5 separate regions of the Mus musculus genome follow, and all the other regions are linked to region 1. Evidence: chromatin contacts called from public promoter capture Hi-C data. All regions are on one chromosome and are shown on one strand. Each heading gives the region's core, a stretch centred on a gene start, on an enhancer-like site or on the middle of the called end of the contact. The rest is flanking DNA. Distances are from core to core; before and after follow the strand shown. Region 1 holds the start of Gfm1 (G elongation factor, mitochondrial 1). Region 2 holds the start of Ccnl1 (cyclin L1). Region 3 has its middle 31 kb from the start of Ccnl1. Region 4 holds the start of Veph1 (ventricular zone expressed PH domain-containing 1). Region 5 has its middle 34 kb from the start of Veph1.

The links. Promoter capture Hi-C pulls out the DNA fragments that hold promoters and counts their contacts.
Region 2: a contact with region 1 is called in a promoter capture Hi-C map of pre-B cells. The contact joins the promoter of Ccnl1 here to the promoter of Gfm1 in region 1. A contact is called at or near these places in 4 of 39 promoter capture datasets (hippocampal neurons, liver and pre-B cells), 6 of 115 datasets of contacts at active chromatin or transcription factors (astrocytes, embryonic forebrain, extraembryonic endoderm stem cells and 3 more) and 1 of 9 other capture datasets (embryonic stem cells).
Region 3: a promoter capture Hi-C map of liver shows a contact between it and region 1, with 4 times the contacts expected there. The contact joins the enhancer-like site here to the promoter of Gfm1 in region 1. A contact is called at or near these places in 4 of 39 promoter capture datasets (hippocampal neurons, liver and pre-B cells).
Region 4: a promoter capture Hi-C map of neural stem cells shows a contact between it and region 1. The contact joins the promoter of Veph1 here to the promoter of Gfm1 in region 1. A contact is called at or near these places in 4 of 39 promoter capture datasets (embryonic stem cells, hippocampal neurons, liver and 1 more) and 1 of 9 other capture datasets (embryonic stem cells).
Region 5: a promoter capture Hi-C map of hippocampal neurons shows a contact between it and region 1, with 12 times the contacts expected there. The contact joins the enhancer-like site here to the promoter of Gfm1 in region 1. A contact is called at or near these places in 15 of 39 promoter capture datasets (the 3T3-L1 cell line, 3T3-L1-derived adipocytes, the C10 cell line and 10 more), 1 of 484 Hi-C or Micro-C datasets (embryonic fibroblasts) and 5 of 115 datasets of contacts at active chromatin or transcription factors (astrocytes, differentiating embryonic stem cells, embryonic forebrain and 2 more).

What each region holds. Positions count from the first base shown.
Region 1 is chr3:67,426,811-67,432,220 of GRCm38.p6, forward strand. It overlaps Gfm1 (G elongation factor, mitochondrial 1), which reads left to right and starts at 3,305. Exons shown (of 18, transcript NM_138591.2): 1 at 3,305-3,512; 2 at 4,840-4,992. The coding sequence starts at 3,429.
Region 2 is chr3:65,955,843-65,961,252 of GRCm38.p6, forward strand. Ccnl1 (cyclin L1) reads right to left here and starts at 2,407. Exons shown (of 11, transcript NM_019937.4): 1 at 1,966-2,407; 2 at 1,659-1,733; 3 at 1,011-1,120. The coding sequence starts at 2,286.
Region 3 is chr3:65,986,856-65,992,265 of GRCm38.p6, forward strand. It overlaps the pseudogene Gm19024. Among named protein-coding and RNA genes, the nearest start is that of Ccnl1, 31 kb to the left of the region's middle. Within about 2 kb of position 2,401, at least 27 of the 459 cell types and tissues checked have an H3K27ac peak or open chromatin away from gene starts, as enhancers often do. A contact at or near this core is called in liver, where this site is marked.
Region 4 is chr3:66,294,593-66,300,002 of GRCm38.p6, forward strand. Veph1 (ventricular zone expressed PH domain-containing 1) reads right to left here and starts at 2,245. Exons shown (of 14, transcript NM_145820.3): 1 at 2,011-2,245.
Region 5 is chr3:66,327,994-66,333,403 of GRCm38.p6, forward strand. No RefSeq gene overlaps it. Among named protein-coding and RNA genes, the nearest start is that of Veph1, 34 kb to the left of the region's middle. Within about 2 kb of position 2,943, at least 4 of the 459 cell types and tissues checked have an H3K27ac peak or open chromatin away from gene starts, as enhancers often do.

The sequences.
Region 1 (5,410 bases), core at 2,055-4,554:
GCTGGCCTTGAACTCAGAAATCCACCTGCCTCTGCCTCCCAACTGCTGGGACTAAAGGCATCTGCCACCAAGCCCAGATTCAGTTTCTAATATATGTCTATATTAGGTTTCTAATTTATTAGAATTCCAGAATACCCTTCAAATGGCCCTTCAGTTTAGCTGTCTCCTCCCATATTCCTTCCTCATCTCCCTCTCCTCTTTCCCTCCCTACTCGATACTCCTTTTCCTCTGAGATCTATCTGTTCCCTCTAGTTCCTTTATTTATTCACAACTTCTGTGATATTATATAGATTGTAGTGTCATTGGCATTGACTTAGCTACTCTTCACATATCAGTGAATATATACCACATTTCTCTTTCGGGCTTACTTCACTCACGATGGTTTTTACCTAGACCCATCCTTTACCATCATTTCATTATTTCATTTTTTTTAAAGTTGGAATATTCCATTATGGATATGTTGCACATTTCATTATCCATTTTTCTGGTGAGGCACATCTAGGTTCTTTGCAGTTCCTGGCTATTGTAAATAGAGGAGCAATGAATATAGATAAGCAAGTGTCTCTATGGTAGGATGAAGCAACGTTTGGGTCTATTTCCAAGAGTGATATGGCTGGATCCTGAAGTAGATCAATTCCCATCTTCTTGAGGAGCTACCACACTGATTTCCAAAACGGCTGTACAAGTTTGTGCACCTGTACAAATCACAGGTATAATCAAAGGTTATCATTGGTTGTTCCGAATCTAGGTAATACTTGCCAACAAAGGTACAGAGCATTTCCAATGCTACATTTGTGAGTTGGGCTGATGTTATTAAAGAATGGTTCTGACATGGCTTTTTTTTTTTTACAAGAATAAGAGTTATGAAAGACATCATGGTGATTTATCATGTGATATCATGATAGATATTAAATACAATGAACTACGGGAGAAAGAACAGGATGTGTGCAGATGTAGAAAGGAGTGAGGGAGCTGTTGAAACTTGTCGGGCAGAGGTGTACAAATTAAGAAGACAAATGACTTAAGGAACAAGAGTGTTGGGTAGACATCAGTGACTGGGAATTTGGAACCAGTGTTCCATCTTTGGATGTCTTATTCTGTCCGGGTTTACAGTTGAAGGTAGAAGGATACTGCAGACACAGAGCCCTCTGATGTTCCTCCTCTACAAGAAAGTACAGAAAGAAGTGTCACTGTGCCTTGACCCCAAGCTTTGTTCTCGGCTAACAATGCCTCCACCTGTACAGGGCTGAAGTATCCTGGAAAGAGAGCTGAACTTCCTTCCCAAAGAGCATTATGAAAAACATTGAACTTGTACCTAATAGGTTTCTCTGCCAACAAAATGAACCAATTCAAGTCAAATCAAAAGTATAAATCGTTAGCACAGCTCTAGGCTCTGCCCAACAGTTACCTTGCAACAGTTTGCATCTATGCTCACCAGGTATGATCCAGGAGCTAGGCATATAAGAAGACCTCTTCCCTCTCCTTCCCACATGTCTCCTGTTGGACAGCTGGACCCTTTCTCCCTTTCTCGCTCTTCTTTCTTTCTGTCCTTCTCTATCCCCCCACTTTTTCTGCCTGTACTCCTTTTCCAGGCCCCCTTCCTTTCCCCCAATAAACTTCCTCTTATACTAAGCTGTTTCCTCAGCGGGAACACCTCACCTCGGCCGGCTGAGTTGCTCCTTCCTGCCTGATCACTGCCACCTGTTTATAAAAAACAACATAAAGGCAGGCTTATTAAAAGGCAGCAGTCTGGCGAGTTGGCCAATCTATCAGGTGGAGGTCAGTAAAGTCATTCGCCCAGGATAAAGCAAGGAGGTTTTATAGTTTTGGGCCGTGTGGTGATGAAACATGGGATTATGCCCATATAAGGTTAAAAAAAAGAAAAAAGAAAAAAAAAAAAAAAAAAAAAAGCTGAGCGCCCAGGCAGGCACTCCCAGGTGGGTAGCGGGAATCAGGAAGATGATGACCTGTTAGGCTGTAGTTTCCTTTGAGGGGTCAGGGAGCTTTTTCTGTGTGGTAGGATGGGGAAGGAGGGCACATAGGGTTTTGTAGCTGGGGGGTGTGTGGGGGGGGGGTGTGTCGGGGGGTGATGAGCACGGGTTCCAGCCTAACAACACTAAAGTAAGGAGATCATTTTCTGCGGAGAGGGAATATGGTCTGGCTTGAGAAGATCCTTTTAGTCAGTGTGTGAGTTTACTGAAAAAAAAAAAAAAAAACCGGGAAAGACAAAAGCCGTGAAATCAACCCGGTTCTCATCACAGTAACCCCAGGAAGAAATAGCCCTGTGGAGAGGTGGAAGGAAATGGGAGGTTCGCATATGCTGAGAGGCTTAGATTACAGGAGCCAGCAAGTGACTGCCATCTTTGGCTAGGTCAACTGGATGGACGGAGATTCTTTTGCTAAGATGGAGACTGTATGAGGAGGTTTGGGGAAGACTAGAAGCTCTGTTTTAGATATGTCAACGTTTTTGAGGCCTTTAAGAAGCCCAGACAGAAGCGCCACGGGTGCAGTTTTGAAGATGCATAGCTAGTATTACTGATGAACAATAAAGAAGGTTTTGAAAAATTTTATTTGTAATCCAACATATATCTACTCTCATTTCCCCAGAGTCTCTTTGAAGTATTTGTTTTTAAGATTTACTTATTATGTATACAGCTTTCTGCCTGCATGTATACCTTGCAGGCCAGAAGAGGGCACCAGATCTCATTACAGATGGTTGTGAGCCACCATGCGTTTGCTGGGAATTGAACTCAGGACCTCAGGAAGAGCAGACCTCTTAACCTCTGAGCCGTATCTCCAGCCCCTCCCCCAGATTCTCTGATGCTGTAGTAATGAATACATTTTTGTGTACTCCTTCCATTTAAATTGTTATAAACGTTTTCCCATTGTCATGCAGGTAAAACAACTATGTTTAAAATCTGCAGCTTTTGTTTTGTTTTGTTGAAACAGGTTCTCACTGTCTAGTCCTGTCTGGCCCAGAATTCTTTGCTGACCAGGCTATCTTGGAACTCATTAGAGATCCGCCTAGTTCTGCCTCTGAAGTGTTCTTATTAGACATGTGTGACGCCATACCCGGCACGTTTTTGTTTTTTTTATACAGAGATGGTTTTTTAATTTTTATTTTTTTCCTTTAAAGACAAAGGGACCAGAGTACCTGCCTCCGTAGTAATGACACCTCCCTGTGACAATCCTCTGCATAAACTACGCTTTCTCCTCCTGACCAGGAGAGGGCGCGCGCCACGTCGAGCTCAGACAGAGGTGCCTCTCCCTTGTCTTCCTCTGGCCGTCCTCCTGACCTTCCTCCCGGAAGTGCTCCTGCGGCTCCGGTTGCCGGCGTGACTTTGAGCTCTTCCCGCTCTGCTGCCGGCGCTGAGCACAACCGATCACCTCAGAGCAGGAGCCTTGGAAGTGGCTGTTCCAGGCTTGCCATGCGGCTGCTGCGGGTCGCCGCAGCCCTGGGGCGTGGACCGTTCCCTCGGGTCCCTGCAGTCCTGGGCTGGCAGGGGAAGCAGGTACTGGTGCCAGAGAACCTTCCAGAGCAGGGCAGGTTGGCGACACCTTTCCTTACCTGGGGTCTTGAGCAGCGATTTCCCGAGCCCCGTAAGCCCTTGGGTATCCGCATGCCAGCTCGGCCTTGCGACCCGCAGCTCTGCGCCGGGGTCCCTCCCTTCCTGATGATCTACCTTAAAGAGAAGTGCCCCGAGTGAAGGTCAGATGAAAGTTAGTGTCCCCGGGGCTCGAATCCCGGATTTCGGACTCGTTATCCAGTGGTCCTCTTACTACTGGGTGTGGTTGGATGCTCTCTGAACGTGTGGGTTCTATTCAACATCCCGGTACTCTTCTCTGGCCAAGTTTCCCAGTCAGGTGTATAGATTAAACTTTGTAAGTCTTTGGAGTGAGGTACTCAGAGCAGGGAAGCCGTTGGTAGATGTGACCTCTTACCTGTCATGGATACCTCGTTTGCTTTGCTACCAAGTGTTCCTGTGGTTTAACCATCCAAGCGCTTGTCAGCTGTCTTCTTTGACATGTGCCCAGTTTCCCTCTACCCAGAAGTGTTTGCCAAGCGTTTGGGTGTGCAGTTTTGTTTTGATTCAACAAATACATCCCCCTCCACCCCCCACTGTAAAGCTGACAGGAACACCACCACCCCAAAAGGCACTTCCTTGTTTTCGTTCAGATGAAATTGGAAACCTTTTTGGAGTTGTCTTGTGGCTGTTAGTTGGGTAGACCCATATGCCCCTTGCTAGCTGTGAATTACAGGACGGGAGAAGACAGAGAACCTAAGGTACAATTCAATCTAAAACTTGTATCTCTTGTTAAAGTGGCCATTGAGAGGTATAGCTCTGACTATTATGGTAGTGTGTATTTAAAAGTTAGCAGTGTGGATCAGCCAGCCATAAGGGTAGTTGTCAAGTGTGACAGCCTGAGTGTCAGTCTTGGGACCCACACAGTGGAGGGGTGAAAACGTAGCCCATGACTGCTCTTCCAGAGGAAGAGTTGAATGCCCAAAACTCACATCTTTGTTCGGAACCATCCATAACTCCAGCTCTAGGCGATGTGACCTTTCCAGCACCAGGCGTGCACGTGGTGCAGAGATATATATGCAAGCAAAACACATATACACGAACCTTTAAAAGTCTCAAGTTTAAAACTAACATTTAGAAGCAGTAGTTGTGCTTCTTTTATGAGTATTATTCAGAATTAAATCCAGGGCTCCTTAGATAATACGGAGGTTGAGAACCTTGCTTTGAGGATGAGAAAACAAGTCCGTAGTTCAGGTTTTAACTGTGATCTCGTATAATAGGTGTGCTAAACTGAGCTTTTAAAACTGTTTCTCAGGCTGATTGGAAGACCCGCCGATGGTGTTCGTCAGGGCCAGTTCCCAATGAAAAAATACGGAACATTGGGATCTCAGCTCACATTGATTCTGGGAAGACGACGCTAACAGAACGGGTGCTATACTACACTGGCAGGATTGCCACGATGCACGAGGTGTGTGCTTAGCGGTTGATTCCAGAGCGATTCAGAAATCGATTTTAATTCTACTGTTGTTATAGTTTCATAAGTTTCAGAAAACCTTGTTTTAGGATGAAAACTGGTCGGGTGCAGGGCAGTGGTTCTCTACTTTCCTAATGCTGCGAGCATTTAGCATAGCCTCATGTTGTGGTGACCACCAACCATAAAATTATATTTGTTGCTACTTCATAACTGAATGGTAATATACATATCTGTGTTTTCCAATGTTCTTGGGCAACCCTTATGAAAGGGTCGTTCCACCTCAGAGGGGTTGCAACCCACAGGATGGGAACCACTGCCACAGAGGCTCCTTAGCCAAAGTCAGATGGACAAAGAGGAGAGGTCAAGCTGGCTTGAGATGTGACTGTGTATTCACAACCCCTCTAGAAGTGAG
Region 2 (5,410 bases), core at 1,157-3,656, 1.5 Mb before region 1:
TGTATCTGGGCACATAGTTAGAAAAGATGGGGCTGAATAGTATAGAGAAAAAAATGCTATAAAAATTGACTGTGTTACTCATTTCAAACTTCCACTACCACCAACTTATAGCTTCCACAATAAAGACTACCTATGTTCAATACGCATTAGGACTAAGCAACACCCAACTCCCAAAACAGGTTATCTTGTCATAGCTAAATTCCTTCCAAGCTCACAGTTCCTTAGAAACTAATCTACACCACAAATATCCATCAGCCTGTCCTAGAATCACCTGTAGAGCCTGGAGTACTGCAACAAGCTTTGGTACTGCCTTATAGGCCCACATAAAGTTACCAGGGTATCACTACACCTAAAAGATACTGTTTCAGACTCTATTTTCTTACAAGATCGAATAAAGAGCCCTATCTGAAGCAACTCAATGAGTTATTTTTCTAAGGAACTCACTGAGACTACATCTGACCAAAACAGAATACCTGTTCAATCCCTTTGACTTCAAACTTTATCATCCTCCAGTCCTTTCAGATGCGGCATTATGCGATATATCGTAGTTCAATGTTGAGAAGTACTCTAACAAAAGCCAACCTCAATTGATGAAGAAACTGGGACTCCAAGCAGAAAAACGACCTACACGGAACTTTGCCACAACATTAACTTGAACTACAGGGCTTACATGTCCAGCCTTCAGTTTTCCAGAGAGGGGAGGGGAAACACAACTTACAGAATACACTCCCACTTGAGCCAACCGTACTCCCTTTCTTGTTTAATCTTAAGCCAAGGGACTGGCTTCACAGCACTCTAGAATTGTCCACAATGCAACTGTCTCTACAAACTTCAGATAGCTGGTTAATGGAGGGGATTTTAAAAGTTTCAATGTTCCTACGTGAATTTCAGCACCTAATGTCCGCTTTCTTTTGCATCCACACTGACTTGAGGGAGGGGAGAAGATGTTTTGACTGGATGATTGGTGCACAGTACAGCAAGAGATACTATGTTCAACAGGCCAATCTTACCTTTTTCCTCTTAACTGGCGGAGGTGGTGGAATACATTAATCACATCTCTTATTCTTCTTGGCGCTTCTTCGATTTTTGACGCAAGATTAATACAGGCCATAGCAACAATCTGAAAGAACCCAGGTAAAAATCCAAGTGAAGTTAAACTAGAAACAGTTTAACAAAGTCTAACAACCCTTATTTTGTTTTGTTTTTAGATAGGGCTTCTCTGTGTAGTCCTGGCTTCCAGGAACTCCATCTGTATGTACATCTGCCTGCCCAAGGATGTGGGTCACCAAGGACCGGCAAAGAACCCTCTTTAGGATACAACGGGCTTTTTAGCGAAATAAAATCGAAGCTGACATTTTTAGACCAGCTCTTACGTTTTATTGCTCAACTGCTCTTAATTTTGGGTCAGAATCAAGCTACCTCTTGCTAGAATTGTGCAATGGCTTGAAAACGTAGTTCTTGGTTAACAGAGCACGTGAACTGGGGATCCATTTTCTAGTTCTTGAAACATTGCTCTACGGGCCCCATTTCCTTCTGGGTGGGAACGAGGTACAAAGGCCTAAGCTAACCACTCCCTTTCTGGAAAAGCTGGTTCCTACCCCCTTCCTCCCCGCTTCCGGATGAAGAAATCCCTTCTTGTCCGCCTCCGCCGCGCTTACCTCGAAACTGTGTTTGACGAACGACTTGGAGTAGAAGAACCGATGGAACAGCACCTGCCCTGTAGCCATCGCCACCTGCAGACGAGAGAGGAGAACGGAAGCGCCGGGGTCAGGCGGGCCCGCACCAGGCGCCGCCGCCATTTTGTGCGGCCGCTCGCTTCCCTTCCCCCGCCCGGGCCGCGCGGCGCCGCCCGCCCCCGCATCCCCACCCTCGCCCGCCCGAGCTCCCGCCGCCGCCGCCGCCCGGCGCAGGCTCCGGAGAAACCTGGCCGCGGCGGAGAGGCCCGCAACCAGCCGGGGTTCTCACCTGCGGCAGCCGGAGGAGGATGCCGGCGGCCTGGATGAGCTCGCAGCCCAAGATGCGCAGATCCGTCTCGCTGGGCAGGTCCAGGCCGTCCTGCATGGACGGGGTAGGCGAGAGCCGCTCCTCCGGGATCAGCGAGTGGTCGATGGTGAGCGACACCTCCGAATACAGGCGGTCGCCGATCAGGATCCCTCCGGTCGTGGTCGTCGTCGTGGTGGTCGTGCCGGAGCTGGAGCCGCCCGCGCTCGGGGCGGCGGACGAGGCGGAGGCGGCAGCGGCGGCGGCGGCGGCAGCGGTCGAGGTCGGGTGAGGCCCGGACGCCATAGTTCCAGCGAGCTCCACGCACGCCCGACGCAGCCGGAACCCAAAGCGAGACTAACCAGCGTCCTCGGCGCGACGGATCTTCCCGTGACCGCCGGCTTCCAGGCCGCCGCACGCAGCGTGCGCTTCCGCCCTGACGTCACCACGCCGACACGCCCTACCCCACCCCACTCCACTCCCCGCGCGCGCCAACGAGTTCCTCCGCGCTTCGGTCGGTGACACCGGGCGGAGGGGTCCGGATGGGCAGGGCGGGGCAGGGTGCTGGCGGCTCAGGGGTGGTAATGGCTTTAGTCACCGGATAACCCGGACTCTGGCCTGGTGAGTCGGCCCCGATACCCCTGCACGGTCTGCGCGTTGGTGACAGTCCGGCGGTCGGCGACACCGGAGTGTAACAAAGTGACTCTGAACCGGGCAGCTTCCCAGTTTGAGCGCCTGGGGTTTCCGGAAAGCTCCGAGCGCGCGTGGGTGTCGGGGTGTAGCCTAGAAAGGCATGCCTAGCCCTGACCTCACTTCGCCGGGTTTACAGTAATCTGGAAAATCCCTAGTTCCAAAAATAGGTTTATGGCGAGGACAGTACACGGGCGATTTCATTGCGCTGGGGAGTCTCGTCTTAAAGAGATGGTTTTTGTCAGAGTGGAGAGAAAGTAACTATCCCTGTGTCAATGAAGAGAAAAACACAGCTCTCATCTTACATGGAGTTTGGAATAACCTAAATCTGTGTTCCGGGACCATGGTCAATCAAAATGGCTCCAGGATAACCCATCATTTATTCCCTTTAAGATGAGAGCTGTGGTTTTTTTGTTTTTTTCGAGACAGTTTCTCTGTATAGTTCTGGCTGTCCTGAAACTCACTTTGTAGACCAGGCTGGCCCTGAACTCAGAAATCCGCCTGTCTTTGTCTCCCGAGTGCTGGGATTAAAGGCGTGCGCCACCACCGCCTGGCTGAGAGCTGTGGTCTTTTTCCATCCATACTAAAAGTCCCAAAAGCTGAGGTCGACCGTGAAACAATTGATCCTTCTGCCTCTGGCCTCCCATGATCTTTTTATTCCAGCTTAATCCTCTGAGATGGCCTTTAGGGAGAAAGAAAAATCTCCTGACTCAGTACAAAGGGTTGGAATTGTTATTTTGTTAAAGCTTACTTTCTTGAAAAGTGTCTTAACCTTGGACCTATAGAGCGCACTGAAAATTTGGATACATCTTAGTCACCAAAGCAAGGTATTTTCACAGCTCATTTTTACAAAGTGTGTTGGGACGGGCACTCTGGAGACAAAGACAGGTGGATCTCTGATTAGAGGGTCAGACTGATTCCAAGCCAGTAAGAGCTATATAATATCTTCAAAATGAAACAAAACCTCTTCCAAACAAAAGCTATATAGAGCAGGAAGTGGTGGCACAAGCCTTTAATCCCAGTACTCAACTAAAGCCTCAAAAACAAAAATTTTATGATTGTGATAGCTTTTTGTCACTGACAGATTACCTAGAAAGTCCACAATGAGGTTTAATTTTGGTTTATGGTCTCTGAGGTTTCAGGCTACAGCCATGTGGCCCTATACCTGTAGGACTGTGTAGGCAGAACTTTATGGTGTGAGACCTTGGTAAAAACAAATCCCTTGCCACCAACAAAGAGAAAGGGGAATATATCCAGGGATCTCCCTCCTCAAGTAGGTTGCCAACTCCTAATTGCTTGTCCAGCTGTGACCTCATCGTCGGATTAACCCATTTATGAGGTATTTGCCTTTGTGATTAAATCACCTCTCAGTGCTACTAACTAAGGACAAGCTCTTCACAGGGTCTGTATGTGGCAGGCATTTCATATCCAAACTTTCTGTGACAGCATAGGAGACACAAGTCCAGGGGACAGGTATGTCGGGACAAAACTTTTCCTAGTGAGACACTACTCACCTCAGATAGGGAACCTACCACAGACCAAAGTATGGATACCATCAGAGTGCAAACTTGGTGAACCAATGAGTTTTATTAGGGTTACTTACAGGAATATGGGTAAGGAGCAGAAATGATTTGGATAGCTGCACCACCAATGTGCAATTCTATGCATATATTAGGGTCGGCACAATTTAGTGAAAACTTTTTTGGTGATAATTAACTCAATTCCATGTGGACAATAAAGTTTAAGGTGTGACTCCATCAAAACTCTTTGTAAAGTACACGTGACATCTTCCATAAAGATGGGTTCTGTAGATTCACTACATGAGACACCTTCCATAATGATCAATTCTGTAAATGACATGCTCATGATACGGGTCTGGAGAAAGATCTGATGTGGTCTTGGCCACACAGCAGAAAAGGTCACCAGGCTATTAGTCACATCTGCTCTCGGCCTTCTGGGTGGATAGAAGGTTATATACCCTTGTTTGAAGGAACAACCCTGTCTTTAACATTACTGGTTCCTACCTGTAAAGGTGGTACACACCTTTAGTCCTGGCACTTGGGAGGCAGAGGCAGGTGGGTCTCTAAGTTTGAGGGTAGTGCCTGTTCTACAGAACAAGTTCCAGGACAGCCAGAGCTACACAGAGAAACCCTGTCTTGAAAAACAAAACATTCTTGGTTCCCCTGTTGCTTATCTGTTGAGCACAGGACTTTTGTTCCTCCCACAGGAAGAGATGGCTGAACATGTTATAAATGCTTGCTCCTCATTATGTCACCAAACTACTGTTACTATTTCTTTTTTCAAAATTGTCCATGACTAATCCAGAAGATGGGAGGTAATGGGCTAGTAACTGGACTCTACGAGGTTTTTGCTCGTTAAGTAACTGTCATATTCTTTCTGTGATATAATCTAAGTTTGGAAAAACCATTACATTATTTGTAAGTTATTATGGAGAAAGTTTTGTTTCCAAATTACTATCCACTTAAAACAGCCACGTTAAAATGTGGAAAGACAAGGCTTGTTTAGAATTACCAAGAATTCAGGGAAGAGTAAAGATACGTGTTATTCATAGAAAAGCATTAGTGGAAATGAATCCAGTCAAGTGAGGCCGTTGGGAGGCAAATGACTATGTTGAATAAGTGAAAATGTGTGTATACGCACGTAATATTCTATTATTATTTATTATTGTGGCCCAGGTTGGCCATGGATTCATTGCAGCCATCTTGCCTTAGCTTCCCAA
Region 3 (5,410 bases), core at 1,151-3,650, 1.4 Mb before region 1:
AGAATTCAGTTTCCAGAACCCATGGTGGATGGCTTATGGTCACCTACAACTTCAGCCCCAGGAGACCCAATGCCTTCTTCTCATGTCTGAGGTGTGTGTGTCCGAGCTCAAGTACTAATAATACCTACAACTGCTACACACAAGCCCATGGTCTATAAGGTATTTTTTTTCTTCTGAAGGTTTTGGTCTGTGTTATTAATATTAACAGGTTCTTCACTTCAATGGCTAGTTAAGCTAAACATTTCTGAGGTGGTCTATCACTGATTAACACTGTGGTCAATATTGGGGGCAGTGTTAATGTAGCCTCCTGAGCATTCTGGGAAATATTGATGACCCCAGCAGCCCTCCCATCCATGCTTTGATGGCAGGCACGATAGTAGTCTGTCTTATAAACTATAAAATGACCCAAGGGAGGACAGTTGCTCAACATACATGGGCTTGCTTGGGAAGCTGCCAGAGGTACCAGCTTTTAGGAATGCAGAGCTATCTTCTAGTATCTCACCAGAATGATACTGAACTCTTCCTTTAGCTCAAACAAACTTGCAAGCAGTGTGAGTTGTAAGTTTACCTAGTGTGTGGGCATTGCTAGTCTTGACATCAAGATAATCACCTGAGCAGTGAAACCAGCTGCCTCCATTGGTGAGTCACGAATACTGATACGGAGACAGGAGGGAAGGTGGGGACAATATGGAGACGTGGGAAGGAGCCTTCTTCTCAGAGGCTTCTCACAAGCTGAGAATCAAGAATCCCGACAGAATTAACAACGCTTGCTACAGCCTTTCTCCTTTCCCAGCTGGAAGTGGTCAACGTTCTTGGAACCTCATCAGATTATTTATAGTACATATTCTTTTACTTTATGAAACCCCAGTGACTCCTGATTTTCTGTTATCAAATTATAATAATCCTATCTAAGTCACTACCAGAGCTACCCTATAATATCATTTATCTGAAAGACAAAACAAGGAAAATCAAGTTTCCTAGCAACCCTTTGAAAGCTACCACTATGTATGAGAGGCTAAGATACTTAACTGTGACCGTCCTTGCTAACCAGACCCATACTTGGGTATATACCTTAGTCTTCCCCCAAGCTTCTCTCCTTTTAATACCTAGGAGGCAGGGATGGGCAGATCTGTAAATTGGAGCCAACCTTTTGTGCATATTGAGTTTTAGGCCAGCAAGGGCTATATCCTGAGAACCTGTTTTTAAAAATGGACTGGAAAAGTTCCTCAATTGTAAAGTCACCTACTGGCAAGTATGCTGACCTGAATTTGATATCTGGGACCCACATGTTGGAAGGAGAGAGCTGTAGGTGCAAACCATGGTTAGTATGTTCACCCATATGAACAAAGCACATAAATGAAGATGTTATAAAGAATTTAAAGGTCTTTAATAAACTACAAATCTTTCTTGAGAACCCCACAAGCGTGCTTTTGGGTATGTTTTATTTTTTCCTGCAATGACTTCTCTCTCTCTCTCTCCTCTCTTTCTCTCTTTCTTTCTTTCTTTCTTTCTTTCTTTCTTTCTTTCTTTCTTTCTTTCTTTCTTTCTTTCTTTCCCTCTTTCTTTTGGAAGGGTTTCCCTGTGCAGCCCTGACTGCCCTGGAACTCACTCTGTAGACCAGGCTGGCCTCGAACTCAGAGATCTGCCTTCCACTGGATCTCAAGTGCTGGGATTAGAAGTTTGTACACCACTTCCCAGTAGGCTTTTTTTTTTTTTTTTTTAAATGAAGCCCAGCTCTGCTTCTTACTGGCTTATCCTGAAATTACTTTTTCTTCTGAAACCAAGGATCTGGTTTTACTTGAACTGAGGTTCGTAAAAGATTAAGGGAATTCCTCAGGCTTCTGTGGGTGATAGTGTGGGCCTGTGTCCGCTCCCTGCTGCTAGCAATGCTAGTAACATTGCATGGTGAACATCTTTTAGAGACACTTTCTTGACACTGAAGCATATTTGTTCTCAAGACCTTCACCCAAAGCTTTACAGTGCATTTCAACAGACTTCACTTGTGACATTAATTGGAACAAAGGTAACCACCGTGCTGTTTGGAAATACTGATCACCACGTGGTCTACTGGGACTATATGGATACCAGTAATTTTTAAATAACTGTATTTGTAAATACAGATTCAAAGGCTTTAACAGCTAGGCAAGTTGTTGGTAGAATGTAATCCAAGGCTTTTTGCAGTGGGCATCCACTGGCACTGCCATCTTTATGGGTGAATTTCCAGCTCTGGAGACAAGGCATATTGACATTTAGCTTCATCACGTTGTCACTGTTCCAACTAGAAACTGGCACAAAAACTATCGTGTCAAAGTCTTATCGAGCTTCCTTGTCAGGCTCTGACTTCATGAACGATTTCCTCATGTCCTGTGGATGAAAGGTGACTCTGAGGAATTCATGTTGTTTACGTTGGTACTTAATTGTTTCATACCCAGTGCATAAGCCAAAATGGTGTTGACACAGGTCTACACATTCTTAGAGATTCCAGTTTCAAATCTACCTATGCCAGCAGGCAGGAAAACACAGTCAGCATGAGATCACCTGTTATAAAATGGTTGGGATGAGGTTTCTGTGTGCTGGGGCTTCAGTGCTAGCCACACATCTGCTGATCTCAGATTTCTATAGCTGTCCATCAGATGTCTAGTAATGGTGAACGTCTTCATATCAGTGTCCCCAGTAATGGTGAAACTGATGAGAGCCCTTTTCACTTCCAGCTTTGACTTAGTGGGAGTTTTCATAGAAGTTATGTTTCAGCAGTAAACTCATTATTTGGAGTAGAAAGTTGCTGCCAGGGTCTGGAGAGATGGCTCAGCAGTTAAGAGCACTGGCTGCTCTTCCAGAGGTCCTGAGTTCAATTCCCAGCAACCACATGGTGGCTCACAACCATCTGTAATGCAGTCCTTTGCCCTCTTCTGGAATGTATGAAGACAGATCACTCATATGCATATAAATAAATAAATAAATAAATATTTTTAAAAAAGAAAGCTTCTGGCAATGTTTTTTAGATTTTATTTATTTTACATGTATGTGTACACTGTAGCTGTCTTCAGACACGCCAGAAGAGCGCATCGGTCCCATTACAGGTGGTTGTGAGCAGCCATGTGGTTGCCAGGAATTAAACTCAGGACCTCTAGAAGAGCAGTCAGTGCTCTTAACCATTAAGCCATTTCTCTAGCCCCAGTTGTTGGCAATTATAAATATACTAGCTACAACATGTTTATAATTTCTAAGAAATTTAATGTTGCCACAATATTTAAAAAATATAGTCCCCATTTAATTTTTTTCCACCGGCCTCCAAAAGTATAGTATTAAAAGATTTAGACTCAAGAGTCTATCAAGGGTCAAATATGATCTTGTTTCTCAAAGATGCCTAGTTTAGCTGGGCATGGTGGTGTAGACCTTTGTTTAACCCTAGCACTCAGGAGGCAAAGGCAGGAGGATCTTTGTGAGTAGAGACCAACCTGATCTACTTAGTGAATTCCAGGATATATATATCTACTATGTAGATATATATTACTATGTAGAAAGACCCTATCTCAAATGAAAATCAAAACAAAAGAAAAACAAACAAACAAACAAACAAACAAAAACACAAAATTTAAAAAACTAATGAATCTATCACTAACACACATCTATAATTTCTAAGAGGATCATAATATCCATTGTAAGGTTGTAGCAACAAGCAGAATTTGCAGCTGCCTTTTGTTCCGTTCCGTTCCTCCCTGGCAATCCCTCTGTCAACAGCCTCCTTTCATCCTTATAGAACTGTGAGTACTGTGCCTCACTGAGTAGCTCCACTAGTCTCCTCCACTCTTTCCCTCCCTCCTAGATTAGAGACCTGTGCTCTGGAAGCCAGGTCTTCCATAATGAGTTACTTCCTAATTTCTGCATAAAACATCCTGCCGTAGCTTCTTGCAAAAGCCCCAGTGTTTCTGTATGTGGCTGTACCGAGGCTGTACAGGGCACAGTATTCATTTATAACTTTTCCTTTCCTTTTAGGTTGGGGTAGGGCAGAAATTAAAGCTTGTGTTCAACTCTTTATCTTGTTATTAATCAGTTTTTGTTTGTTTGTGTGTGAGTGTTTTTGAGATGGGGTTTCTCTGTGTAGCCTTAGCTATCCTAGAACTCACTCTATAGATCAGGCTGGCCTTGAACTCAGAGATCCTCCTGCCTCTGCCTCCCAAGTCCTGGGATTAAAGACATGTACCACCACCGTCTGGCTCAGTATTTTTCTTTAGAGGCACCATAAGTGTATTAAATAAGTCTTATTTTTTCATGTAAATAAATGCTCCGCTGGTTAAGACAACTTAGTATGTAACATACTCGCACCATCTAGTGGCCAATATGAATTTAGCATCACTGGCTTTGAATCAGACAGAAGTCTAAACTTGGAAGAACTAGAAAACATTGTTATCTATGTTTGTGGTGTCTCTGTGAACAATCTTCCCAAGTAGAAGAGTATCATGAGACATAAGTGTGGTGTCACCAGCCTGTTAAACCAGCACTAGGAGATGGAGGCAGGAGAATGCCAAGCAAGTTCCAGGTCAACATGGGCTATATAGTGAGACTGTTTCTAAATCCCAACCCCCAACCAAATCCAATCTCATTGGGTAGCCCAGGCCTTTATTCCCAGCACTTGTGATGCAGCAGAGGCAGGGGGAATCTCTAAGTTGGAAGCCAGCCTGGTTTACAGAGTGAGTTCTAGGACAAACAGGGCTACACAGAGAAACCCCATCTCTCTCTCTCTCTCTCTCTCTCTCTCTCTCTCCCTCCCTCCCTCTCTCTCTCTCTTAAAGAATCATCTCTACTCTGTGACATCTACACTTTCATTTATTTTAGCATCTATTTAATTTTATCTTTTGTTTTGAGGCAAAGTCTTTATGTGCATGTAGTTCAGGTTAGCCTGAAATTTGCCACCCATGTGCCTCTTGCATGTTGGGATGACAAGCCCATGACACTGTGGCTAGCTTCATTTAACTCAGTGGCTATCTGAAAAATATTCCTGTGAGACAGAAGATTATCTTATTATTCTTTTGTGTGGGGAAAGGCAAGCCTCTTCTTCCTTCACAACTGCCTTGTCACTGAAGGAGGATTGTAGTGTGTTCCTGCTTCCTTTGAACTGTGTTGTTTCAGTAGTCCAGAGCCGACCTTTCCTAGGAATGAACCAAAGGGAAATTGGCAGATATGATTAAATTGCTGGACCCAATAAAATGAGAGCGGCTCAAACGTAGCCACAGCTGAGACAAGTCGTTAGGGAATAGCACTGCTGGGTTATTAAGACTCCACGTGACCCAAGTCTCAGTCATTCAGCTTAATTTATTATTTAATTAATTTAATAATAAAAATTTATTTTTATTTTGTTTTATGTGTATAAGTACTTTGCCTACACGTATGTCGGTGCATCATGTGCGTG
Region 4 (5,410 bases), core at 995-3,494, 1.1 Mb before region 1:
TACTTTTCATTAATCGTAAGTCTGGGTAAACTTCATGTGTATCATACACATTTCACTAACTTAACTATGTTCTTGTAGATTTGGGGACAACTCTTATTTCTTGGAGAAGACGCTTTACTGTGGTGTTTCTTACCTCTGCCATGGCCTAATGATGACTGAGTTTGTTTCCAGATCAGAAACAGACTAGGGTGCAATGTATCTTACACTTTTCATGGCTGGGTAATCCAAATCCCTGTGTTTTCCATATTAGTGTAATATTTACTCAGCTGTTTACCGGGCTGAAGGGAATGCCCTTCCAGGGAGCCAGAACTTTTCTAGCTGACCTATACTCATTGTTCACTTATAAATACATTAATAATTTACTCCATCATGGGTCTGTAGATGCTGCTGCATGGGAGTGAACACAGGGCTCAGTCCCTCTAAGGTTGGAAAAGTGCCCTCAGAACACAGACAGGTCTCTAGGGGAAGATTTTGATCGTTAGCTCAGGAAGCCAATTTGTTCTGAGGTGTTCAAGCCTCCGCCTTACAACTCAGGTGAGAATAGGTCTGACTGATTCCCTGCTTCCGGAGATTCTGGGATAGCAAGGGTTATACTTTGAGCAACATGACTGCATCAAAACATTTTCATTTAATTTACCTGAGATAAAAATGCCTATTGACTAACTCAGGTCCATTCGGATGCTATGAGACGTTGAATAAATTTCCGAGATAGATTTTTTTTTCACTTGAAAGAAAGGATTAAAGATTCTATTGAAGAAACATCTTTTTCACACAGTGTGAAAAGACCACAGGCGTTCCCATGGGAATCACCCGAATCTGTTTCGGCCCTTCCCACAGATGGCCATTGTTCCCGGCAGCTCTGCGACCCTCTTCTGTGGCATGATGCTACATTTTACTTGTACCAAAAGCCACCACCGCTAGATTATTCTAAACAGTTCTAAGATACTCAAACCTGAGGGGCTTTGTCAGAATCCAGACAGTTCAAATTTGTAGCATGCATATTGTAAGAACATATAAAATAGCAATTTTACCATCTATTTATCAAAAGCTCAACATGTGTAATTTTAAATACAAATTGCGAGTTTTGAAAACAAATGGAGAAGTGTTTCCCTTCGTGGACTATGAGGGGAAACTTATCAAATCTAACAAACTTTCTAAAGCACAGCCTTTCCGGATGAATTCATAAGTATGTCCATTTTCATCTGGAACTTTTGACTTAGCAGATCATATTTTCCTCTAGAGAAACATATATCTTGGTTGTTTTTTAAATCCATATTCAAATTCTATTGGGCTTGTTTTCCCAGGAAACAAGCCCAAATTCTCAAACCATGAGGATACCCAGTGCTGAGTGTATGACTTTGTCATTTAAATTTCCAATATTACTCTGCCGTATGAAGAATTCAAATCATTTCCCAGGTTTAATAAAGTTTAAATTTAAAAAAAAAGGATGCCATTGAACCCAACTGTTGATCATTAAACCAATTTGAATGTGCATTTGAAAGACCAAAGAAGTAGCTATATTAGATCATGATTTGTAATATGCACACAGCAGCAGTGGTGAACCGCACCGATGAGTGTCCAGCCTCCGACTGGAATGGGCCTACTTAGCTTTCTGCAAAAAAACAATAGCAGGGACTGTTCCCCTGCTCATTGCAAAAGGCTTCTCATGGTGAATGCATATGTGGAAAGAAGACCGCAGTTATGGAGTAAAACAATATGTACACAGTAAGTGTCCAGCACAGCTATCTGGTCCTAGGGGCCTAGGGACATGTCTTAACCACCCACAGAGAATTAGATATTCTTAGCTTAAAAACTGAAATGTACACACACAAACAGTCACGCACACAGCTTCTAGGTGCACTTTATCTGCATAATCAGCCAGCCCTTGGAAGTTTCTCTGCTCAACTTTCCCAGCCCTCCTCTGTTCTTGCCTGCCTGCAGTTTCTGGCCCTCACTTTGATTAACTTTTGTTCCTGCTGAACAAAGGGACAGGAAAGAAGACAGCCATACCTCCTAGCACGGGACACTGGCAGGTGCAGGCAACAGAAGGCAAATGCTTGATCCCTTGGAACACTTCAGCTGGGACCCAGGACCACGCTCAGAGGCAGCCCTGCAGCGCCTGCCTGTCCTGCCGGTGGCTGCTGGCACGTCCCTGTGAGCTTGTCATGCAGCGCTGCGCCTGAGTCCCTCCTGTGGACTCACCGTGTGGTATCAGGCGAATGAGTAACTTTCTTCCCTTTTCCAGACTTCTGTTTTAGATCTAACAATTGGCACCGGGTCCCTGACTTCCTCTGTAGACTTACAGCAGTTTCTCGGAGGCCAATTTGTAGTGTAAAAGAATTGGATTTGCTACCAACCAGTAATTTAGGTTCCGTTAATGAATAACCCACTTTAAAGAATCAAGGAAGTTTTAGGTTAATATCAGATTTTGGGGCATTTAGGCAGGCATGTGTGAAAGAGGTGGGGGTCATGGAATGAGACGGTATTTAAGTCAAACGTGATAGAAGAAAAATACCATGTAGCAAGTGCCCGAAGGAGCAGCTTTCTAACTACTCTATCAGTATTGCTAGTGAGACACTGAAAGACTGTCTGGAACATCCCAAGAAACCCTAGGAATGTTTTTTAATCCAGCAGGGTTTCTTCTTGAGTCCATTGAAATTGCTCATTTTCTTTACCTTCCAAATATGGAACTGTCTCTCAGATCTAATGGATAGGGGATTTCTTACAACCCACCCCATGTTTCCACAGATCTCTGACTTTTAAGGAGAACGCAATACCTCTAATGCATAAATTAATTGGTGGTACCCAGTGGACCGATACATCAGGAGGCTCTTTTCTCCCCTAACAGGTATGAAATAGGCTTGCTTCCTTTATTGATCAGAGGTTTTTGCTTGCATAGAATACTCCTGAGACTTTCTAGGGCTTTTAGCCAAATTGGGTGAGCGCATTGGGGTAAAGCAGAGGGAGAAAACAAGGTATAAGGTACACAACCAAATATATTGTATGTCTTTGTCACTGGCAATTATTACAAAAGCCATATTCAGATAGTGTGGATTATTTTTTCCTGTTTGCCACCAAGCATCCCATTATTCTAGTCAAAATTGCCCTCAATCTCCCCTTGGGAATCCACATTCTTTGGATAGAGTTGATGCGTACACACAAGATGAGCCCTAATTGCTCCTAGCTAACCAGAGAATCATAGTGAGTGATTTAGGGAAGACATATGGACCCTTCCAAATCAATCAAACAACAAAGGTAAATGTTTGATCTCAGTGGGAATAATCTTTGTTGCCTATTTTGACGCCTGAAGATATCAAGTCATATTGCTCTTGCCGTATTGCCACTAAAAAACCCCAGTGAGTTCATTTGAGTCCTTAAGCCAGCTTCTCCTAAAGATACATCTTCCATGTGTGCCAACACGTTTCATAATGGGAGTGATTTTGGCTTGGCTTTTCTGCTGCTTCCGGGGTGTGTGTGTGTGTGTGTGTGTGTGTGTGTGTGTGTGTCTGTGTCTGTGTGTGTGTCTGTGTGTGTGTATAGGGGATAATCTGCCCAACAGAACTGTCCTGATCTAGGTGTGTAGCTAGACTCTCTCACAAGCAAACCTTAAGCATTAGTGGGTGCATAGAGTCACCAGGACACATTTGTGACAAATGTCCCCATTGAGTGACAGCCGTGGCCCTCCACTGACTGCACTGGAGAGGAAGGGCTTGAAAATGAATGCAGTCCTTCAGTGCACCTTACATCTGGCTTCTCAACTTGTTCACTTCTCTCGTACTTCCATTGGACACCCACCCCACCCCCCGCAGACCTGGATGGCAGTGCTTGGTATGAAACCCAAAGAGATCTGATCACAAGAGCCTTCGGTGCATGCAAGTTTCATTAATTTGTTTGGTCTTACAGAGTTTTTTATGACCCTACTTTTCCCTCTATTCTTGTACAACATGAAACAAACAAATGGAAACATTATCTCTGAACCATTAGGTGAGAAGAAGATGCTTCCATTATAAAAGAGAGGGAGTAAACGCTAAGGTAACCTTAAATGGATGAAGTACAGAGAGGCACTAAATGCTCCTCAGTGACTAGTGTCTATGAGTAACTTTTGGAGGTAGAGAGAGTGTCTCACTGTGAAGTCCAAGCTGGCCTAGAGCTCTATATAGTTTAGCTTGGCGTTGAACTCATAGAGATCCTCTGGCCTCTACGTAACAAGTCCTAGAATTGCAGGCATACACCACCGTGCCTGTCTGAATAGGATTGTTTTTTGTTTATTGGCTTTTACATTTTGTCAAGTGAACTACTTGTGTGTTAAGTCTCTCAGCTCAGCATAGAGTCCATTGTAGCCACAGAAATGCAAAAATATTCAGAGACTCCTTTTTTTTTTTTTTTTTTTTTTTTTTTTTTTTTTTTTTACTCAGCACAATGGCAGGGGGATCAAACTGTGGCAGTCACACTTCTTAAGAACTGTCAGGAGTAAGGCTGTGTAGATGAGGTTTACTTAGTTTCACTATAATAAAGGTTATTTTCATTAATATATGATGGTGAATGCAATGCCATTTACCACCCAACCCAAGAAGACTCATTATTCGTTCCATTAAGTAGTTTTCCTCTGTGTAAAAAGCCTAGGCGTTCTACTTACCTGGCAATTAGATGGGGAAGGAGAGGACCATATTATATTCTCCTCTGTCCTTGTCCCAACAGTGTCAATGGCTCTCACAAGGTTCTATTTTAGATGCTTAACATTTCTATGATCTGGGGTTGATAGCACCTACAGTGATGTGCAAGGATTCATTGTATAGTCTGTATGTGTGAGTGTAGCTTTCCCTCCTTGGGAATTCAGGGTTTGTGACTTGCTTCTAATGCATAGAGCCTTACCAGGCGGGAAGAATGCTATTGCTGTGGCTCCCTTGCTATCTAAGGTGCCATCATGCTCCTGGGCTCAGTCGAAATGTTCTTCTTTCTGGTTCAGTGAAGTAATTGTCCATGTGGAAAAGCACACAGGACAAGGAACTAGGAGTGGCCTCCAGGACCTAACGAGAAACCAGGACCTTCATTCCTACAGACACGCAGAAGTGAATTCTTCCCACACCAGAGGAATTCTCCAGCAATGCTTCAAGGTGTGAACTCAGCTCAGCCGACACACTTGATTATTCTCTGGCAAGATCCTTAGCAGCCACATACAACCAAGGATATCTATGAGTGCAACCCAGTGCAAAGCAGTAAAGTTACTCAAAGCATTTGGTTTTGTGATTTTTTTTATAAAAAGATTTATTTTGAATTAAGAATTGTAAGATATCTATATCTATAATCTATCTATATATGGATATACATATCTTATATATGTATATGTGTACACACACATACACATACACTCGTGCACGTGCATGTGCATGTGTGTGTGTGTGTGTGTGTG
Region 5 (5,410 bases), core at 1,693-4,192, 1.1 Mb before region 1:
AATATGCTTGTCAGTTCTCTAATGAAAGAAAAGAAGAAATTGTATGGATTTGGGTGGGTGGTGAGTTGGAGAGGTTTTGGGAGGAGGTGGGAGATGGGAACTAATCAGAAAATATTGTATGACAAAAATACCCATTTCCAATAAAAATAATTCCAACCAAGGAAAATTATTTTACATCATATGCAGTGCTTAATATACTACTAAAGCACACTATTAATAAAAATGGAAATATAAAATTGAAGATAGGTTTGAGAGTAGTGGAGTTATCCCTTCCAACAACATGTTTTAGACAAGGCTAGACGTTTTGGGCTCATGGTCAATATGAACCTATGAAAGTCCACTATAGCACAATTGTATTCTATGTGGCTTATATATTTTCTGTCAAAAGTACTGAGCTCTCCCTATTCTAATGGAGAAGTTGCCATGAACTTGTGAGGGCTGCTGTATGCTGATCAAAGTTGAAGTCAGACAGCTGGCTGCATTTGGCCCAGAAACAGCTATTTGTTTTTTTTTTTCTTTAGTAGAGAGCATTTCCCACCATCCATCAGCTAACCTTTCTGTTAAGATGAGGACATAGTAGTAAACACCTTATGGGCATACGAGGAGAGTTAAACAAGGCATAAGAGTGTGTGCTTCTCAAGTTCCTAGAACTGTGTCTTAGATATATCAAGCACAGTATATCTAAGCTTGGATTACTTTAACACTATTACTTGGCTTTCTTTCCAACAACATTTAGGAAAGCTAAGCTATGTGCCGTTACTGGGTTCTAGAACTTTACTTGTGACCTAATCCATCAGGGCCTTTTTGTGCTAGGAACATACGGAACTGGAGTGGTCAGAGATAAGACAAGAGGTGATCATATTATGAAGTACAGCTGGGTGTCCCTGAGAATATTCAACTTCTCAGATGCTCCAATTAACACAAAGTAGTATCATGTTTGTTTATAATTGCTGTGACCCTCCTACACACCTTAAAGGATCTCTAGATGATGTATCACTAGAAATACTTTTTCAAATATGTTTGATTCATATCTGTGTGTGTGCCTCTGTATGTGTGTCTGTGTGTGTGTGTGTCTGTCTGTCTGTCTGTCTGTCTCTCTCTCTCTCTCTCTCTCTCTCTCTCTCTCTCTCTGTGTGTGTGTGTGTGTGTGTGTTTGTGTGTGTGTGTGTGTGTGAGTGAGTGAGTGAAGAGGATGTAATAACTTTGGCATAAGAAATAGCCTGGAGGCATAGATATTCAACCCCAGCAGGGAGATCAGATGACATTTTCAGGAGGAAACAATTGCTAAACTTAAGTATGGAAAGCCAGTGGGACTTAGCCAGCCAAGAGCATGGAGAATGGGTGGCATCATGAGCAAGGTAAGGTTTAGGCAGACAAGACAGCATAAGAACAGCTGGGGCTTGGAGGGATTATTGCATGGCTGGCAAGTGATATGGAGAGACAGAAAGAATAGAAAGAAATCAAAAATAGAGGATAATGGAGGAATGAGTGTGTCAATAAAGACAATTGCAGGTCACAGAAACTTTCCATGAGGGGTAGGAAAAATGAGTCCTGAATAGAGGCTAGCAGAAATTCCCAAGGAAGTGCTCGGGAGAGGTAGGTCCATCGGATGCTTAAGGGCAGTGGTCAATGGAGATAAGCCTGGCCATCTGTATCAGGAATCTGAAAGAGAAGGAAGAATTGGATTGCCAAATTTCGTAAGGCCAACTTCCACCAACACAATTCTTCAGGGGAGGCTCGGCATCCTGAAATGTTCTACAGCCTTCCCAAACAGGACCACCAGCTGTGGAGAAAGTGTTTAGATACAAGAGCCTCTGGGGTCATTTCACATTCAAATCACAACAGCTAGTATCATAAACAAGACAGAAAAATCACATAAATGAGGCTAAGAGGGGTCCTTTGATGGAACAGGACTGTGATAGTTTGAATATGCCCAGTCCAGGGAGTGGCACTATTAGGAGGTGTGGCCTTGTTGGAGGAGGTGTGGCTTTGTTGGAGGAGGTGTGGCCTTGTTGGAAGAATTGTGTCACTGTGGGGGTGGGCCTTGAGACCCTCCTCCTAGCTGCTGCCTGAGGACAGTCTGCTCCTGGATTCCTTTGCATGAGGACGTAGAACTCTCAGCTCCTCTAGGGTCATGCCTGCCTGGAAGCTGCCAGCAGTGCTTCCTGCCACGATAATGGAATGAACCTCTGAGCCTGTAAGTCAGCCCCAATTAAATGTCCTTTGTAAGAGTTGCCTTGGTCATGGTGTCTCTTTCTGCAATGCAAACCTTAACTAAGACAGGGACACAAGGGAAGGAGTCGAGGGCCAGGATTCCAACAGGTAGGACCAGCCTTGGCAGAAAGGAAGAAGTAGAGACAAAAAGGAAGAATAAAAAAGTCATTAAAATACCTAGGACTTTTGAAGCAAAACATGAAATATGATTTCCTGAGAGTAAAAAGAGGTAACTGCAGACAGGGAGGAGATTGACTCAGGCAGAGTGGATGACATGCTGGAACAATAAGGACAAAGGAACAGAACCTTGGAAGGAGGCCTTGGCGTTCCAGCGGAAAGCCCGGGAGCACAAATAGATATATGTCAAAATCTAACTGCACTTTTGAGGTTTCTCACTGATGCTTGACAGGTAAGAGAGAGAGAGAGAGAGAGAGAGAGAGAGAGAGAGAGAGAGAGAAACCCATCAAAAAATGTCACCAACCTTGAAGTAGGAGCTGGCTGGGTAGGAGCCGCAAGAAGCCAGAGAGCAAGACAGTAGTTCATGTGACCCAGGCCAAGATACTTGAACTGCCTTTTATTAAAATGGGAAATCTGAAAAAAACTCACTCCTTACAAGTGATTAAAGCTGTGGGGTGGGGGTTAAGGGAGAGTGAGTTCCAAGTGCTAGTCAAGTGTAGTGTCATTTCCCATCAGATTGCTCTTTTAGGAAAGTGGCACGTGAAGTCCAACTTGGGGAGGCTTCGTGAGAATGAGTTGTGGTACAGTCATTTGTTCGTGTGTCTCCAGCAGGCTTTCCTCTGAAGGGTTGGGCAGGACCGGTGAGGCCCTCAGCCCACAGGCACAAGCCACTTGCCTGCCTTGCCCAAGAGTTTCTCCCCCCAGCTTGAGATTCTTAGGGCATTTCGACATTCTTAAACCCCTGAATTATTCTTGGTAGCGGCACATTTAAGGGAGTTAAAAGATAAGCTTCCCACAGTCTTCCTGTTTTTCTTTTGTTTGCCCATTGGCGCTGTGTCGGTGCTTGAGTGGAGGCGCTGGCTGCTTGAGAATACCCTCTTGTGTTCTCCCAGAGGATGGCTCCTGAGCCCTTTCTGAGGCCCTTGACTGATTATTGTCATTTCTGCCTTTACCCGACACAGTGCGTTGACCCACTAACCAGCCTTCTCCCTCAGTCTACATACGCTCCAGATACACGCATGCGCACATGCTTGTAGGTCTAATCAACCTGGTTTCTGTCTCCCAAACAGTCCTACACAAAGGCTTAGCATGTCCAGTCCCACACTTTCATGGGTTTTCTTGTGTGGCTGGGAAACGCATGTATGTAAAAGCCATTTTTAAAAACAAAAAGCTGAGTGTCTTTCATTGATTTGAAGTGCACTCTGGTAAGGTAATAGATATTTTTAGAAACATTGCCCTAAAAACACTTTCCGCGCACCATGTTCATTTGGCCCTCACAATACTTCTGATCTGTACCAATGGACATCTGATAACAGGTAGGATGACCGAAGCTTAGAGCAACAACGGAGCATCCTATAGTCATAGTTACTCTCAGCTAAGATTTGCACCCAGACAGGCTGAGCTCAAAGGCATTCCTTCTCCATTCTGCTGTGCCTCTTTATCGTTCAGTGAGTCAAGTTTTCTAGAACCGAGACCATCAGCTTGACTGGCCCAAGTTCCCCTTCCTATCTGGCTGTGCGCCCATCCTTGTTTTGTAAAGTGTCTTCTTCCAGCACGACGGACGCTCTTTACAAAGAGGCTCAGGATTTGACCTTTGCTTAGTGCCTCTTTCAGCTTTGCCAGTGATCCCAGTCACAGAGCAGTTCAGTCCTACTAACCTTACATCTTCCACAAGGGGGCACTGTCTGACCATAAAGCTGTGGAGGTTTTGCCTGTAGGCTAAAATACAACCAGAGTCCCTCTAATGCTTTCATTCTGCTATAAGAAATGACCTTATTCAAGCTACGTGCCTCATTGTTATTTCACGGAGAGGAAACAAAAGTTTAAAAAAAAAGGAAACCATATAATGTTTGTGAACTGCTTTACCATAATTCATTCACTGGGTTTCTGTTAGACTGTATGGAATCCATTAAGCAGGATATTGAAGCTTATGAATGGGAACCTAGTAATTCCTCTTTAATAACATGAGTATCTTTATTTCTTAAACTTTATTAGGCACTTACTCAAAACATTACTGAAAAACGCTTGTTAATAATATGAATGATGCTTTTGATTCCGTTTGCATTATTACTATGTCTAAAGGCCCCAAACACACAGTCTGGATTATTCACAGAGGCTGGGGAAATGGCTAGCATCGGAAAGTAAATCTTTGTGCCTGCGCCTAATTCCATCTTGACACTTCTCACCAACCCTTGCGAGGAAGGCAGTGGTGCCCACCACACTGCTCTTTTTGTGCAGCAGGAACTAACACACGAGAGCCTTCAAGAGTGAGTCACATCTGAGGGCCACAAGTGACTGTGCTTGGCTTCCTACGGGAATAAGTGGGGGTGACGCGCAAGGAAATAACAAACATAAACATGAATTTACAGCCCAGTCTATTATGTCTTCCCACTGGCGGGACTTCTGAAGATGGGGCTTCTCCTTTGTCCTGGCCGATCTCTATAACCCCAATAGAAAAGCCAAGAAAAAATTTTGATTAAAGTTTGGAAATACATCTAAGAAACCTAATAAAACTTTGGAGATTTCACAGAAGAGTGATTTAGTATACGAGAACTGATCAGGGTTCAGGAAGATCCGTATACTTGAAAGTTCAAAGAGAACCTTCATCCTGCACGAGATGGAGGCTGTGGCAAGGAGGCTCGATCATGACCGAGGAGGCTCATCCTGCTGGTCTACCTCTGAGCAGCAGAGATCTCCATATTCCTGCCAGGAAAAGGAGCTTTCTGTGAACAAACCAGAAATCTAGATGGAAGTTAAATTAGAAAAAAAAAACATATTGAAGTTATTTTGAAAAACAAAACAAAACAAAACTGAATTGCTCTCATTTAAAGTGACTTGGTATATCTAGAGACACAGGGGACTCTGAAGGTCATCTCTAGTGAAGGCTGTCATGATTACATCTTCTCAGACCTCTCCTCTGACACACAGCCCATGACTCATCTAAATCCCTCCTTGAAAATTCTGTGGAGGAGGTGACCCGGCCATATCAAAGCAAGCAAATCCACAGTGGATCAAAGGG